Linked DNA regions of Sus scrofa: region 2 is linked to region 1. A link is a contact called in public HiChIP or PLAC-seq data. All regions are on one chromosome and are shown on one strand. Each heading gives the region's core, a stretch centred on a gene start, on an enhancer-like site or on the middle of the called end of the contact. The rest is flanking DNA. Distances are from core to core; before and after follow the strand shown. Region 1 holds the start of LOC100522040 (formiminotransferase N-terminal subdomain-containing protein-like). Region 2 holds the start of CLK1 (CDC like kinase 1).

Region 1 (5,650 bases), core at 2,976-5,475:
GCAGCTGGTGATGCAGACTTACTTGGTGTGGGGGAAAAACCCCACACAACTGTTGTCAGAAGTGTTGAGTGTGGTAACAGTGTGAGTAGCAAAGGAGAGACATACAGAAGTGAGTCTTTTTCTACTAACCAGGACATTACACTTAGGGCATGGCCATTTATATATCCTAGTGTTTAAGAAAGCAAAAGTTTTTAAAAGCTAAAACTGGAAATGAACCAAATGTTCATGAACTGCTGAATGGGTAAGCAAATTGCATATCCATGCACAGAAAACTATTCAGCATTAAAAAACAAACAAAACCCCCCCAAAAAACTCCTGATAGAGGCAACAGAAAGAATGAATTTTGAAAGCATTAGGCTAAGTGAAAGAAGCAAGATACAAGACTACATACAATATGATTCTTGACTAATGAAAAATTTAGAAAAGGCAAAACTATAGTGAAAGAAAGCAGATGATTGGTTGCTCACAGGTAAGAAGAGACTGAAGTAAAGCATGGGGTACTTTTTAGGATAATGATGTTTTATCACATGATGCTGTGATGGTTACATAATTGTATTTGTCAAAATTCATTAAATTGTAAGCTTACACTTAAAAAACAAAGAGGTAAGTATAATTCTATATTTCAAGGATTTAAAGAGGAGGATATCTTTGAGAAAATTGGCAGGTACTTATTAAAAAAATTTCTGATCCCCCTCCAACATCACTTCTGATAAGAAACACACCAAGAGGTACCAAAAGAAGTGTGAATTACTAAGGCCTCAGCTTTCCCGTAATTCAAATGATAAAAGGGTAAACATAGAACAAAAAGGGACATACAATGACAGGAACATCATGAAAGTAATGTTAATTAGGGTTTAAAATTACGTTATCAACCAGATTAAATTAATACCAAATAATGAATCTGTGTTAAGATGAGGCAAAGCTTCAAATTGTATCCTACAAAGTTCTGTTTGGCCCTATTCTGTTCAATATTTATCCAAATTAAAAGATATAGAAAGAATACTTACTAAACCTATATATGATATAAACCAAAAATAAGGGTTCTAAAAGGATCAATACACTAAAAAGATGAACTGTATCTGACAGGGTAAATTTCCTAAGGATAAGCATTAGGCTCAAAGGAATCAAGTGCAAAGATAAGGAAATCTGAGTCTAAAAGCATTTCATATAATAATAGCCAAGGCTTATCAAGCACCTAATGCATTATTCAAAGCAACTTACACACATTTATTCATTCAACAAGCTATCTGTTGAACACTTACTTCATGCTAGTCACTAAGCCTCACAGATATAACAGTAAAGAAAATAGACATGAAGCTTTCATTGTGCTAGTGGAAAACAGACAAAAACCAAAATGAATGGCTAATACAGTGAATGAAAGGGATAAAAATAAAGGAGAAAAGTTGACAGGATCCCATGCACGTATAATTTTTAAATAGAAAAGGCTTCACTGTGAAGGCAACTTCTAAGCAAAGACTTGAAATAATAGGTGAATCCGTGCAGACATCTGCAGGAAGATTATTCTAGGCAGTGTATGGCAAACTTCTGAGGTCAAGTGTGCCTACCATGAGCACTATGAAGAAGGCTGGCATGATTGGTGTCTTCTACAGAGAGTAAAATAAGAAAGGAGAGAGAAAAGCAATAGTCAAAGGTCTTGCAGGCCATCAAGAGGACTCTGGCTTTTACTGAATGACAAAGGAAGCTGTTAGTTTTGAGCAGAGGTGTAGTATGATTTGAGCTAGATTTTTAAAAGATTATTCTGATCAATTCTAGATACATTTAGAGGTAAAGCCACTTTATTTGCTGATGTATTAAGAGAGAACAAAAGGATTGACTTCAAGATCTGTACTCAAACTATTAAATAGGAGTTTCCAAAAACTGAGAAACAAGATGAAGATTATAGGATGAGCAAATTTAGGGGTAAAGATCCAGAGATTTTATTAAATGTCCAAAAGGAAGTATGTGCATACTATTGGCAAGTCTAAAGTTCCAGGAAAATGTCTAGGCTAGAACACAAATGTTGAAGGTTGTCAGGGTACTGGTAGTATGTAAAGATACAAGACTGAAAGAGATCACAAAGGGAGTAAGAGTAGTCAGGAAAAGTCCAAGAACTGAGCGCTACAGTACTCCCCAGTAATTACAAAGGTCATCAGAAAGATAAGGCAGTGTAACTCATTGGGTATTCACACATTTATTTAATCCTCAAATATCTTCTATACGTCATTATTCCCATTTTGTAGTTGAGCTGGCTGCAATACAGAGAGATTGAACAATTGGCCAGATATTTCATAGCTAAAAAGTGCAGAATCAGGGTTTAAACCTAGGCAATCTGGCCTCAGAGCCTTTTATGCATTATTCTCTATTTCTTCTGAAAAGACCTGGGTTTTTACAGCACTTCATACTCTGCACAAATCAACAGTATATTGCTGTCCAAAAGGCTAATGGAATCTCGGGCTACATAAAAGAAATGGACGCTGTCAAAACATAAGGAGGTATTAGTCTAACTATATTTAGCTTTTTTAAGACTTCATCTGAAGTCTTGTGCTATATTCTGATTGGCACATTTTAAAAACATTTAGTAAGTGTTCAATGAAGGTTAGTTATCATTACTATCATCATCATTATTATTATAGATGCACACAGTAGCTGGTCCACAAAACTCTGGAAGTCACTGTCAGTAGTGCCATGTTGCTTTCCCCAAACTGAGCAAAAAGGCCTCAACCGAGTAAATTGTCTTCTCCTAAATCTAAGCACTAATTTTTTCATGATGAGCAGTCATCTAGACCAGTTAATTATTTGGAGGGCAAGAGAAGAAACTATATATACCTTCGTCATCACTTGACTCAGGGCACAAAGTTGGCAGGCACATTGTTTTAAAGCATTAATTTCAAAAGCAATAAACTGTTTAATAAACTAATTGTTTCACAGTTCAACAAACACATTTAGCCATATTCTAGCTTTACCTGATAACACTAGCACTACCCAAGAGAACTTTCTGCAGTTGATGGAAATAGTCCATAGAAATGCTCTGTATTTGCACTGTCCATTACAGCACTTAGAAACCTTTGGTGCTACTGAGCACCTGAAGTTAGTGCGACTAAGAAACTGGATTTTTAATTCTATTTAATTTTAATTAATTTAAAGTCATATATAACTAATGGCTACTGTACTAATGACAACAGCAGTTTTAGATTAAGATCCAGCTTTCCAAGACAACATATCCTGCAGCCACAAAATTAATAATAAAGATAATATCACACACTAGGACTTCCCGTGGTGGTTTAGCGGAAACAAATCCGACTAGTATCCATGAGGACATGGGTTCCATCCCTGCCCTCGTTCAGTGGCTTAAGTAAGGATCCAGCGTTGCTATGGCTGTGGTGTAAGGCCAGCAGCTACAGCTCAGATTTGAACTTACATATGCCGTGGGTGTGGCCCTAAACACACACACATACACACACACACACACACTCATTCACAAAAACAAAAGTACAGAATTTAAGTGAGCATCAAAGTATTGACATGCTTAGCAATTACTGTCCCTTTCTTAGGGTTACTGAGAATGTCACACCTAGTAAAGCCTTTTTTGTTTACTTGTTTGCTTTTTTAATAACTGCCAGCGTTTTTTGAACACTACATACTAATTTAAAAGCCATCTCTCCGTCTCCTGCCCAACACCCACACACACACACACCCCTCTGAGAAACCAAGTTGTAGAATAAATATACATTATCTGTCTCATTTCTATGTCTTAAATTCCACTTCCTGGACTGCCAGCTCGCTCTTTCCAGGTTGTAGCCCTCCAAACACAGCCTTCCTCTGGGGCTCTATGAGGAGGGGATTAGGGGCGTGGAAGGGGCGATTTGGGATTTCGTGGAGCCACCCGGGTTAGCACACGTGTGGGTGTGTTCAGGCGAGGCACGGAATCAGGCAGCAGCTATGACGGAAGAATCTAGAGAATTCTCATAGCCACAAGGGAAAGGAACAGGTGCCCAGGAAGGCCGCAGGTTACCTGCACATCCCCGGGGAAATAGAGAACGTGATGCTGGGGCGGCGTTTGCGGCTCCACCTTCGTCGGGTCCCCAGGGAGGTTCCGCGGTTCCTGTCCCTCCCCCGCGGCCACCGCCCCCGCCGCCAGCAGGAGCAACTCGTTGCAGCGCTGCGGATCTGCACCCGGCACCGTGGACAGCCGCAGGCACTGCGGTCGGAGCCCCTCGGCCGAGGAGCAGAGCGCGCCGCCGCTGCTGCTGCTGCCGCCAAGGTTCATGGTTCTGGCCTGAGAGCAGGTCGCGGCGATTCCGATTCCGAGTTGCGGCAGAAGAAGCAGCAGCGGCGGCGACCGCAGGAGCCTGAACCCCCACATGGGTCGCCGCCGCCAGAGCGGTTCGTGTGGTGGGGAAAGTCTCGAGGGAGGAACTTCGGCCCGGCGGCACCCAACGGTCAGCAGGAACGGCCCGGGCGGGACCTGCAGTGGGGGCAAAGTGGCGTCAGAGGCCGACGTCCGCGCGCAGCGTGCGTCACGGAAGGAGGGGTGTGCGCGAAATTCGACTCGGGTTCCCGGGAGGAGGCGACGAGGGGGCGTGGCCCGGGAAGGACGTTTATGATTGGTGGGTTCTGCACCAGCGGGAAGTTCGAACGGAAGTCTCGGAAGGAACCTGAGGAAACGCAAAGGAAGAGGGAGTGAGCCGAGGACTCCCAGCGGGAAGGGCAGCCGTTGTGACATTCCTATAGCAGAGGCTGCCGAAGGTCGCTGTCCAGTAGTGGGGTAGAGAGTTTTGAGTATACCATGCCCCTCTTTCTGTAGACTCAACTTTCAGGTGAGGTTTTTCTAGTCCTTCGGGCCTTAAAAGAGACACAGCCCCAGAGATAATAGAGTAACTCTGTCCTGTGGGACAGAACTTCTGTGGGAGGTCTTTTACGTGTTCTGCATGAAGAAAATCTCCCTCTTCTCACACCCTCGCGTTTCCCTGCGGACACACAAAGATTTCTAGGTTCCTGAGACTTGATTTAGTTATGAAGTCTAATGCGTCTCTGGTAGCAGGGAGCAGGACACAAGGAGTGGGATGGGGGAAATGGGAACAAGCTTTAGTTGTTACACATTTGATGTCATTTTGATGTCGTTGGTGTTTACAGCCAACGGGACTTGCTATTTTAGGGTTTTCAAAAACCAGCTTGAACACTAGGAAAGTCATAGGTGTCCAACAATTATCTGTACCCAGTTGAGTATGAATAAGATTTAACTAAAAGTATGCAAAAGACGAGGAAGGGGGGAGCCCAGTGTTCTAAAGTCCTTGTGAGGCAGGGCACTGTAAGGTAATGTGTGGGAGAAATAATAGTGAGAATTTAAAATATTACAGCCAACATTTATTGAGGCATATTGTAGGCCAGAAGTTGAACTAGGCACTTCATATATTAACTCTTCTGGGTCTATATATGTGTGTACTTAAGTACACACGCTCTTTTCTTTACTCCACATATCAAATATCAATAAGTAGCCTTGAAGTATGAATACAAATGAGTAAATGATAAAATGTAGTTTTCTTACATATACTTATATATACTTAGTGACTTCAGAGAGGTATAATATGATAGCCTACTCTGGTCTAATTATTGAGTTTCATCTGACATCATAATAGTAACCAATCAAATT
Region 2 (5,407 bases), core at 1,645-4,144, 1.0 Mb before region 1:
CCTGGCCAAGGATCAAATCTGAGCCACAGCTGTGACCTGTGCCACAGCTGCAGCAATGCCAGATCCCTAACCCACTGTGCTGAGCTGGGGATGATCAAACCCATGCTGTAGAGTTGCCTTTTTATAGAAAACACAAGAAAAACTTAAAACACCTCAGAGACTTCCTCTGAAGAGGAAAGTAATGTCTCAGTTTACAAGCCTAACCAATATAAAGATGGAATAGGTTTAACTGCATGAAAATAAAAAACTTTTCTGCAATTTAAAAATTTAAAGGACAGGAGTTCCTGTCGTGGCGCAGTGGTTGACGAATCCGACTGGGAACCATGAGGTTGCCCGTTCGATCCCTGCCCTTGCTCAGTGGGTTAACGATCCGGCGTTGCCGTGAACTGTGGTGTAGGTTGCAGACGCGGCTCGGATCCCGCGTTGTTGTGGCTCTGGCACAGGCTGGTGACTACAGCTCCGATTCGACCCCTAGCCTGGGAACTCCATATGCCGAGGGAGCGGCCCAAGAAATAGCAAAAACACCAAAAAAAAAAAAAGTAAGTTAAAAAAAAAATTTAAAGGACAAAAAAGAACTGCACATTCAAAAAAGCAATAAGGTATGAATGGGTAAGTAACAAGAGAAAATTTTTTTTTTTTTTTTTTAGAGGGGCACCTATGAAATACAGAGGTTCCCGGGCTAGGGGGTCTAATCGGAGCTGTAGCTGCTGGCCTATGCCAGAGCCACATCGAGGCCAGATCCGAGCCTCATCTACGACCTACACCACAGCTCATGGCAATGCCGGATCCTTAACCCACTGAGCAAGGCCAGGGATCGAACCTGAAAACTCATGGTTCCTAGTTGGATTCATTTCCGCTGTGCCACGACGAGAACTCCAGAAAAAGAAAATTTCAACTTCACTAATTCAACAATAAAGTTACAAGTTCAGTACCAATAAACTAACATGTTTTAATGTTATGCACTAAGTTAGAGCAGCCACAACAAATTACCAGAGAGTGGAAGTTGGGAAATCCAGGTGTGGGTAGCACTGTTTATTTTGAGGCCTTTTTCCTTGGCTTGTAGGTGACCATCTCCCATCTTCACAAGCTCTTTCCTCAGCTTTGTGTCCTAATCTCTTTTTATTTTTTTTAAAAAAGCTAAATTAGATTAGACCCCTCCCTAATGACCTCATTTAATCATAATTACCTCTGTAAAGACCCTATCTACTGCCAAATAAAAATTGTCCCTGCCACCTAGTTCTCTAAGAGTGAAGTGACTAGCCAACTGCAGTCGATGATCTTCAACACACCCTGAAAGGAGTTCAGGAATGAGGCCTCTGTGCTCCAGGAAAACATGGTAGAACAGGCCTTCAGATAAGATATTTCCAGGAGATTTTATAGGCCCAATTTCTTACATCTTTTCATATCTAGAAGAGCACTAAAATCAGTAACAGAGATACCTGCTCCTTGTGACTAGCAGCAACCCTCTGCCAAGATGTGTGGTTGATTCCAAGTACCCACCTTCTTTAAAATCATAATACTGGAGTTTCCGTCGTGGCGCAGTGGTTAACAAATCCGACTAGGAACCATGAGGTTGCGGTTCGGTCCCTGCCCTTGCTCAGTGGGTTAACGGTCCAGCGTTGCCGTGAGCTGTGGTGTAGGTTGCAGACGCGGCTCGGATCCCGCGTTGCTGTGGCTCTGGCGTAGGCCGGTGGCTACAGCTCCGATTCGACCCCTAGCCTGGGAACCTCCATATGCCGCGGGAGCGGCCCAAGAAATAGCAACAACAACAACAACAAAAAAGACAAAAGACAAAAAAAAAAAAAAAATCATAATACTGACCTCTTCCCTACCTCTTCAGAGCAGTTCCTCAGAGCTTCCTTTTTTTTTTTTTTTTTTAATGTTTATGGCCAGGGTCGGCAATTACTTTGTTCTATCAAGTTGCAGCTTTATTTTTGTTATTCAGAGGTTGTTTCCAGATAATTCTGTCCTCTTTTGGAAGACATGTAGAAGTTTCATGGCCAAGCTGCTGCAGTGTCAGCCTGGATCCTAAACCCACTACACCACAAGGGAACTCCTCATTTGATTCTAGTTCCCATTTTCCGGCCATTTTTTTTTTTTAACCCACTATCAAAGATGTGCCTCAGGTATATATGATAAAGAAATGGAAGGAGTATAAGCCTTTCAATGGCGAGAAAAGAGTATGTCACAGCAGTGACATCAGATCCTTAAGCTGCTGAGCCACCAGGGAACTCCAAGAGAAGTCCAAATTTGTCTTCTCTTAATGATCTTTCAGTCCCCCCACCCCAACTCTTTAGTTTACTTGGCCTTTACACGCAGAGGCCTTGCTCCATGCGGAAGTGTTGCTATATTGTGAGGAGTCCCTCTCACATTTCTTCGCCTTTGAAAATCTCGGGAAAATCCTTCCAATCCAATTTCTGTCCGTGAGTCCCAGCCACTAAAATTTTAAATTGGTTTCAGAACCTTAGCAAAAGTCCAAATCCAGGCACGTCCTAATTTGGAACTATCTGATGAAGGTGGTGTAAATTTTTTAAAGCATTATTTTAGACGTTGTAACGCTATTTCGCACTCTGCTTCCTTCAGCTTCTCATTTCTAGCGTTCACAAATACAATTTTTAGTTGAGCATGGACGAGGCGCTCCTCCCCAACGCTTAAAACGTCTCCTCAGCCCAAACACAGAACAGAGACAACATGGCCGCGGTCACAGCTCCCTCTGCTCAACCTGGTTGCGGAGCTTCGAACCCGGCGCCTGCGCACACGTCCCCCGCCCCCCTCCCTGGGCGCCAGCTCAGCCCCACCCTTTGTGCAAGCCCCGCCCCACCCGGAGGCGGAGTGACGTTTGCAGCGTCATCTTGTTTTCCCGGAGAGCCCAGACGCTTCGGCAATCGGCTCCATTTTGTTGTTGGACCTTGTCGCAGCCAGCTGGGTGTTTTCCGTTGTCGCGTTGCAAGCATTGTCTCCTGAGGCTTGGACTTTTTGGCCTGGACGGTAAGATGCAGAAGGAAGCGGGCTGGGTGTCAGGGCCCCTTTTCTGTTTCCCGAGAGCGTCTGTGACGTTCCCCTTCAAGCTTGTTGGCCGTCTGCAGTCCTGCAGGGTGACCCCTTTTCCCCTCGCACCGCCCCCCACCGCGCTTCGGCTGCACAAAGGTGGACAGCTCGTCTTCTATGCTTTTCCGAGTCCGCCGCTGCGGATTTCTATTTGAACCGTGACGCTCCAGACCCTGGCGGAGGGTAGTGACAGTGTTTGTTAGGCGGAGAGAGCTCGAACGTGTGCCTTCCCTAGAGGGAGCAGGGATCCCGATCCCCGGCGCTCCGAGCGCCATGTCGGTGGCGCAGGCGTCGGCCGAGCTCTAAGATGGCGGCGGGGCGGAGGCGGCGAAGCTGCGGGCGGAGGGTGGCCGCCAGAACGGCGTTCTGGAATGTGCGTGAGACGCGCTCCTCTGAGGACCTTCGTTCGTAACAGAGGGAAAGAAGGAACACAGGGACCGGGTGTAAGACGGTCTCACTGTCCGCTCGAGTCTTAAAGTAATTCGAGGGGAAATGGCGAGTGTCTTTGCCGTCAGTGGCGTAAACAGAAAGCAGGTTTAGGAACTCGACGGAAGAGAAATGATGTGGCATATTTGGAGGAGCTTGTGAGAGAAGCCAGGCGGTCGGGCACAGGCTTGGGAGTTTCTCCCCCAGCCCACCCCCTTGGGAACAATTGGATCCCCTTAAGTTGTGTTTAGAGACGAGGTGGTGCCCGGGCGGTTAGTACTGCTGTGAACGGTAGTTGATGAAAAGTTTATCTCTAATGTCTTTTTCAAGTTGTTAGGGATTTTTGGTTCTGACATTTCTTTAGGGAAAATGGTTTACACCGATGGTTGTGTAAGTTGCTCGTAGGCTAAGCTAGGTGTTTCTCTCCTTTTGGAAGGGATTAGCAACGAAATTCTGCTGTGTAGCACTGGGAACTATGTCTAGTCACTTATGATGGAGCATGATAATGTGAGGAAAAAGAATGTATACGTGTATGTGTAACTGGGTCACCATGCTGTACAGTAGAAAAAAAATTGTATTGGGGAAATAATAAAAAAAAGTGATGCACATCTGAATGGGCGAGTTATATATAAAGTAAATGCGTGCTTCTGGCAGGAAAGGATTTTTCCCAAAGTTGATCAATTGGAATTCCCTTTTCTTTTTTCTTTTTCAGCCCTCTTTCAGTAAATCTGATCTTGGCATGTATAATGCAGGAATCTATGAGTAGAATTCAGACTCCAGATTTAGAGATAAAAATTTTTTTTTCGGTTTATCAAACAGTGATGATATGTGGGATACAGCTTAACTGGGAAAGATTTATCTTTTATATAGATGAGACACGCAAAGAGAGCTTATTGTCCTGATTGGGATGAAAAAGATTGGGATTATGAAAGATGGAAGAGCAGCAGCAGTAGTCATAAAAGAAGAAAGAGATCACATAGCAGTGCCCGGGAGAACAAGCGCTGCAGATATAATCACTCTAAAACATCTGATAGGTAAGGAGAGTTTTTAAAGTGTCTCAGTAGCGATCTAAAAATACATTTTTATTACAATGTGTCAGTTTTATCTCAGTAAACTGAGGGGGATACATTTTCATGAAAACTAGTATCAACTTAAAATAACTGATTACCATTCCTTTGTGTATCTTGATGGCTTGTGGTGATTAAATTGTGTGGGGGGTTTTTTGGTTGGCTTTTTGGTAGGGAAATACTGTTTTAAGAGATTTATAGAGCACTTGAGGGTATTTGGTAATAACATAAAGCATTGGAAAAACATGTTTTTCTAGCTATTACTTGGAAAGCAGATCTATAAATGAGAAAGATTACCATAGTCGACGCTACATTGATGAATACAGAAATGACTACAATCAAGGATGTGAACCTGGACATCGCCATAGAGATTATGAAAGCAGATATCAGAACCATAGTAGCAAGTCCTCTGGTAGAAGTGGAAGAAGTAGTTATAAAAGCAAATACAGAATTCACCACAGTACTTCACATCATCGTTCACATGGGGTATGCAATCTTTTAAAATATTTTGGAAATTTTATTTCCCATGTGAAACAGGAAAACTTGAATTTGTGTTTGATTATTTGAGAAAGTTCTGTTTAAGATGAAGTCATCTCAATTTTAACTTGCAGGGTTCTTTGTGTTTGTGCATTGGATAGGAAATTCCTGAAGTGCAGTACATATTTATATAGTAACATCTTATTACAAGATGGCAACTAATTGTCATTCCAGTGAAATAATGGGGGTAATTTAATTTAGGTTAGTTTATAATGGATTACAAGATATTCTGAAAGTTTTTCTTATTATACTACAAGAAATCAGATTTTGTTTTGATAGTCTTACTATAAGAAGAAATGGGATTTTTGTATTTGAGTGAGGATTATGTG

What was found. HiChIP or PLAC-seq counts read pairs in DNA pulled down with a chosen protein or histone mark.
Region 2: a contact with region 1 is called in an H3K27ac HiChIP or PLAC-seq map of alveolar macrophages. The contact joins the promoter of CLK1 here to the promoter of LOC100522040 in region 1. A contact is called at or near these places in 2 of 2 datasets of contacts at active chromatin or transcription factors (alveolar macrophages and skeletal muscle).

Annotation. Positions count from the first base shown.
Region 1 is chr15:103,541,732-103,547,381 of Sscrofa11.1, reverse strand. It overlaps LOC100522040 (formiminotransferase N-terminal subdomain-containing protein-like), which reads left to right and starts at 4,225. Exons shown (of 7, transcript XM_021075940.1): 1 at 4,225-4,439. The coding sequence starts at 4,362.
Region 2 is chr15:104,559,629-104,565,035 of Sscrofa11.1, reverse strand. CLK1 (CDC like kinase 1) reads left to right here and starts at 2,894. Exons shown (of 13, transcript NM_001123099.1): 1 at 2,894-2,988; 2 at 4,345-4,508; 3 at 4,799-5,027. The coding sequence starts at 4,345.